Regions from separate parts of the Sus scrofa genome. Here region 1 is linked to region 2. Evidence: chromatin contacts called from public HiChIP or PLAC-seq data. All regions are on one chromosome and are shown on one strand. Each heading gives the region's core, a stretch centred on a gene start, on an enhancer-like site or on the middle of the called end of the contact. The rest is flanking DNA. Distances are from core to core; before and after follow the strand shown.

What was found. HiChIP or PLAC-seq counts read pairs in DNA pulled down with a chosen protein or histone mark.
Region 1: a contact with region 2 is called in an H3K27ac HiChIP or PLAC-seq map of alveolar macrophages. The contact joins two enhancer-like sites. A contact is called at or near these places in 1 of 47 Hi-C or Micro-C datasets (embryonic fibroblasts) and 1 of 2 datasets of contacts at active chromatin or transcription factors (alveolar macrophages).

What each region holds. Positions count from the first base shown.
Region 1 is chr7:112,264,577-112,267,650 of Sscrofa11.1, forward strand. No RefSeq gene overlaps it. Among named protein-coding and RNA genes, the nearest start is that of CALM1, 110 kb to the left of the region's middle. Within about 2 kb of position 1,760, at least 26 of the 83 cell types and tissues checked have an H3K27ac peak or open chromatin away from gene starts, as enhancers often do. A contact at or near this core is called in alveolar macrophages, where this site is marked.
Region 2 is chr7:112,072,545-112,075,535 of Sscrofa11.1, forward strand. It overlaps NRDE2 (protein NRDE2 homolog), which reads right to left. Exons shown (of 14, transcript XM_021099603.1): 3 at 2,910-2,991. Among named protein-coding and RNA genes, the nearest start is that of NRDE2, 17 kb to the right of the region's middle. Within about 2 kb of position 1,682, at least 2 of the 83 cell types and tissues checked have an H3K27ac peak or open chromatin away from gene starts, as enhancers often do. A contact at or near this core is called in alveolar macrophages, where this site is marked.

The sequences.
Region 1 (3,074 bases), core at 510-3,009, 190 kb after region 2:
TCAATCGATGTGAGCCAGCCTTAATTATTCCACTGTTTGTGGTGTGACAGTGTGAGCAGCCTAACTGACTGACAATAAGGGCCAGGGTTAAATACTACTACTACTACTACTACTAAAAAAAGGTTAGGCTGTCTTTAATTGTCCACAGGATTGAATGACAAGGGGAAGCTTAAGTGAAAGTGTCTGTAAAGTGTTAAATTTAGTATGAGTTCACTTCATTAAAAATATACACTCACAGGAAACTCCTGGAAGGCCATAGGCCAAAATGCTGAGAAGGTGAACGCCAGATGGGGGAATTTAATGACTCTGATCTTCGTATTTCTTTTTTTTTTTTTTCTTTTTGCCTTTTCTAGGGTTGCTTCCCACGGCATATGGAGGTTCCCAGGCTAGGGGTCTAATCGGAGCTGTAGTCGCCAGCCTATGCCAGAGCCACAGCAACACGGGATCTGAGCCTCGTCTGCGACCTACACCACAGCTCACGGCAACGCCGGATCCTTAACCCACTGAGTGAGGCCAGGGATCGAACTCACCACCTCATGGTTCCTAGTCGGATTCGTTAACCACTGAGCCACGACAGGAACTCCTGATCTTCGTATTTCTGAATCCACGCGTGGTAGGAGGGGTTGGCAGAAAAACAGTCCCCAAAGATGTCCATGTCTTGATCTTTGGAACCTGTGAATTTGTCACTTTACGTAGCAAAGGGACTTTGCGGGTGTGATTAAGCGAAGGAGCTAGAGGTGAGGAGGTAATCCTGGATTACGCCCTTGGGCCCAAAGTAATCACAAGGTCCTTACATGGGCAAGAGGAAGGCAGGAGTCAGGGTTGGAGAAGCGGATGTGATGAGGAAGGTCAGAGGTCAGAGTGAGTCACGGCTGGCCTTGAGGATGGAGGATGGGCCACCAACCGAGGGATGTCGGCAGCCTCTAGAAGCTGGAAAAGGTAAGCCTCTGGAAGGAACACATCCCTGCCAACACTTCGATTGTTGTCGCCTGACACACGTTTCAGACGTGTATTGTGTCAAGCCACTAAGCTTGTGGCCATTGACTGGGGCAGCAATAGGAAATTAACACAATGACCTTGTTCAGTCCATTTGACAAGTGAGGAAATGGATCCTCGGACCTCGTGACCCCCCTAAGGCTTCTCAGAGAGTGAGCATCCAGGCCCAGGTTCAAACCCCCCCACCAGCAGACACACAGCCTGAGCCCTTGGGCACAGGCTTTGCCTCAGGCAGCTGTAGACAGTAGAGCGGCACCATGCATGTGGGCAAGGCTGGGTCTCGCCTCCCTCTGGGCCCCTGGGCCGAGGAGGCTGACGTGAGCCAGGCCACCAGCTGCATCCCTGCTGACCTGGTACTGTGGGCAGGAAGGACCCCGGCCCAGGCCCCATGTCCTCCTCCAGGCAGAGAGGGATGCAGTTGAAATGCAGTGGGACTTGCTGTGTGGCTTCCAGCTCGGCTGCAAATAGTTCTGTGTGGGAGGAGGGAGGAGGGCGCCAGCATGGTCCCCCACGCGCTCCAGGGCCCCCACGCCTCCCCTTGCACTAGGCAGGGAAGAGATGGGGTCGCCCCTCCAGCGCACCCTGGCCCCAGGCACTGTGCTTCATCAAGGTTATATTAACAGGCCTGCAGCCCTGTGAGGGGACGTGTCACCCCGATGTTGATACAGGAGCTGGAAGCCCTTCTCCACTGGCGGTGACGTGACCTGGCAGAGCTGGAATTCCAGCCAGCTCTCTGTGACCCACAGCCCAGTGGTCACCAGGAAACCCTATTGTCCTCAGGAGGCCAGGGGTCAACCAGCAGAAGACAGAGAAGGTGGGAGGGCCCTGGAAGCTGTGGGCGGCCCAGCTGGAGTGCCTGCTCTGGGCAGACGAGCAGAAGGCACCCCACAACCCACCTGCCACCTCCCCATCGCCAGCCCCACTCAGGGCGCCTGAGCCTCCAGGTGGAGTCCGGCTGCAGCCTGCCCCCCAGGCCCCACTTGGTGGCCCCGTGGGGTGGTAACCCCTTCCTGGCACCTCGCAATCCCTACAGCTGCCTGCTGACTCACGCTGGGAAGGGATGCCTGTCCTCGTTGGACCCTGAGGCTCAGAGAGGGTCAGTGACTCAGGGTCACCCCCAGGCAGGCACAGAGCTGGAATGGATGTCTCCCAGGGTATGGCCTTGAGGAGGGGGGTGGGTCTCAGCCTGGCTCCCAAAGGCCTTCTGGAGGATTCCCTGGCTGCCTGAGACGTTTGCAGGATGTCCTTTTCCTGGTCCCATCCGGCCATGGTGGGGGCGGGGGCAGCAGGAAATGAGCTGACCACGAGTGGGAGGAAGGCTGGTGGCTGGAGCGATGGCAGTTCTGAGAGTCTCCTGGGGACCAGGCATCCGTGTGTGTGTGTGTGTGTGTGTGTGTGTGTGTGTGTGTGTGTGTAGGGGGGAAACCTTGGGTCTTTACGGCTCAGCATGGCTTGCCTGCTGCGTGTCTCCCCTGGAACAGGACCTTAGCAGGGTCCCGGCGTGGATGCTCTCAGAGCAGGCAGAAGTGGAGGAGCCAGAGAGAGGGCCAGGGAGGGCTCGGAGGAGGACTGAGTGGGCCTGTGATTTCTGCAAATGTGATTGGTGCCTCCAATTGGACAATGTCCACTCTGGGGGCCACGAGAGGTGGGGGGGGATGGGAAGGGGTCAGGCAGAGATAAAGAAAGAGGGGCTGAGCAGCGAGAGGCTCCCTGTGGGCGAGGATGGGATGGAGTCGAGGAGGGGAGGGCAGGGCCCCATGTGGCTGGTCCTGCCTTGAAATTCCCTTGCTGTTCTCAAGCCTTCATCCTTCATCGGAGCCGTGCTGCCCGTCTTACCCTGTGCTGGCTACGCCGTGGGGGGGCACTGGGGCAGGGCTGCTGGGCGGGGAGGCGTGGCTGAGGTGGGGAAGAGGCTGCCCCCTGTGCCCAAAATAAACAGGGTAGAGGGCGAAGATCTCCAGAGAACGTGGGGAGAGTGCCAAGCTAAGGGGGTACTTCCTGTGGGCACATGGGGTGGGGCATCCAAGGACTTGGTGTGGCCACAAAGGGGCTCTGAGTGACCATCCAGAGGAGTCTGG
Region 2 (2,991 bases), core at 432-2,931:
GGGACGCATAGTAGCTACTCAACAAATATCTGTTGAACGAAGAAGCATCTCGGGTTAAAATACATGGTGATTTTAACATATTCCCTTCGAAACAACTGTGCAGGGTTTTCTGATGACAAAAATCAAAAAGGGCAGCAAAGGGAGAGAAAGGGATGGACACATTCCAGAAAGAAAAGGAAAGCCAGCTAGGGGAAGGGGGGAGGAAGGGCCTGCTGCAGACCACCGCTGGAGAGTAAGAGGCCCTCATCCCTCCCCTACTGGGTACTGCAGTCGGGAAGCGGGATGTGGTCCGGGCTGCACAGGGAAGGACCTGCACCTGACAGTGAAGAGCTCATCCTAGGAAATGAAGGTCGCAAGAAGCTATGGTCTCTGGGGAAGCTGTCCCCCGATGACCCTGAATAAGAGCCCCATATGGTACACAACCCCCTCCACCCTGCTGGCCACACACCCAACACCGCTTTCCTGATATCACAGAAGACACAACTCACTAATGTCTTAGTCCTTGTCTGTGCAGAAACAAACAACTCTTCCAGGTCACCTTCCCAGGAAAAGGCTACAGAAGTGAACAGTAAGAAAGTCAAAGACAAAGACAAGAACAACCCACCCTAATCTTAATGGGGATACTCTACAAAACATCAACAAACTTAAAAGTGCCTTTGGATCAGAGTTCCTGTCATGGCTCAGTGGTAAGGAAATGGACTAGTATCCATGAGGACATGGGTCTGATCTCTGGCCCCACTCAGTGGGTTAAGGATCCAGCGTTGCTGTGAGCTGTGGTGTAGGTTGAAGATGCGGCTCAGATCTGATGTTGCTGTGGCTGTGGTGTCGGCCAGCAGCTGTAGCTCCAATTTGACCCCTAGCCTGGGAACCTCCACATGCCTCAGGTGCAGCCCTTAAAAAAAAAAAAAAAAAAAAAAAAAGTGCTACCTAGATTATAAAACTATCGAGAGACTGTAAAGATCACTTCTGATGTGGTTAAGCACAGGCTGAAAATTACTCTTTCAAGTTCTTATGGTAGTTCTGGTACAGTTTCAGGAAATCCTATAAAACTCATTTTCCTCAGCAAAAAAAAAAAAAAAAAAGACAAATAGTTAAAGATGAGTCTTCACAACACACAACGATTATGCATTTGCTTTGAAGACATACTAATAAGAATCAATGATCTACTCATCCATTCATTCACAGAACAAAAATGTACTGAGAGTTTATTACACATCAGGACCTACGTTAACCTCTGGTGGGGAAGAGCATACAAAGGTAAGAAGGGAGGAGTGGCTCTGCCACAGAAATTCAGTCAAATTCAGAATCTTTCTGCTAGACTCCTTTATTTTTCCTTCTTCTAGGGTTACAGGCACAGCACCTGAGACGCAGACAGAGCTAAATAAATCTGGATCCTCTGAGCCACAGAGGCCTGTGGTTCTCCAATGCTGATCTGATAACAAAGGGATCCCAGCAGACCACGTTGTCTGCCTCTGATGGAAACTCCAACATCAGTGGGACTCATAAGCACATAACTAAAGCAAATAAGCCCTGAAGGGTCATAAAAATCTTAACAGCACTAAATTTATTAAAGTATGCCTCGAACGGGTACTTAAATTTCCTCTCTTCTAGACCACATGAACGAAGGAAAGAAAAAAGTTAATTGAGGAATGACTCAAGCAGTTTCACCACATACCGCGAGTCACACACATGGGACAGTGCCTCCTACGCAGGAGGAGGTCAGACTTAGCAGAGAGGAAAAGCTATCACTCAGCACCTGCACTGACCAGATCTACAGAACGCCGTGAACGCTATGCCCAGGGCAGACAAGCGAAACACGGGGAGAAAGAAAACCCCCAAGGAAAGGAAGTAGGTGGTCATGAGCCATTCTGTACCTCCAACCCAGTGATTCTAAACAGCTGTGAAATAAGGACAAAAGCAATGATTATTTTAAGTGCTACATCAACCTTAACCAGAGAGAGAGTGCGCAGGCAAGCACATGCAGGAGCAAACTCGGGGCGGGGGGCGGGGGTTGTCTTTTTAGGTCAGTGCCTGAGGTATACGGAAGTTGGCAGGCTAGGGGTCAAATTGGAGCTGTTGCTGCCGGCCTACACAACAGCCACATCTACTTGGGATCCGAGCCACATCTGCAACCTACACCACAGCTCACGGCAACGCCAGATCCTCAACCACTTAGCGAGACCAGGAATCGAAGCTGCGTCCCCACAGACACTAGCTGGGTTCATTACCGCTGAATCACAATAGGAACTCCCAATACAACAGGGGTTTTAATGTGGGTGACTGAAAGGAAGACATGTCAAGAAAGAGAAAGACATTTTTCTCATTCTTTATGAAGGCATGTAAGGAGCTGCCTTGTGGCACAGCGGGTTAAGGATCTAGCATTGTCTCTGCTGTTCGATACCTAGCCTGGGAACTTCCACATGCCACTGGCATGGCCAAAAGAAATAAATAAAAATTTTTTTTAATGTTTTAAAAATTTTAAAACATCGAAATAAATGTGTTAAAACCTTAAAAAATAAAATTTTAAAAATAAAAAATAAATAAATGCATGTAAAACTAAGTAGTGAACTAGCCCATATGCCCAGCAAGTGGCACATTCTCTATCTTCCAAAAATCCTATATACTTTTTGCCTGAACCAGATTTTGACACAATCGTTACTGTGCCTCAGCAATATTTCTCAAATAAAATCATGGCCTTATTCTTTTTTTAAAATGAAAGTTTTCTTTTCTTAGGTTGACCTAATGGTAGGGCTCTTTCTGCTTTTTCCCAGCTTTACTAAGGTATTTATTGACTCTATTTTGATTGAGCGGCTAAATATTCACTCAAATGTCTAACTTATCACCAACAATCAAGGGAGAAATAATTCAAGATATGAAAAATCACAGGTTTTTGAGAAGAGAAAACCTACTTTGGTTTCTCTGATTCCTTGTTTCCATCTCTGATGCTTCTGGAAGGTTTGTCCTTTTCAGAATCAGTATCTGACTCGGATC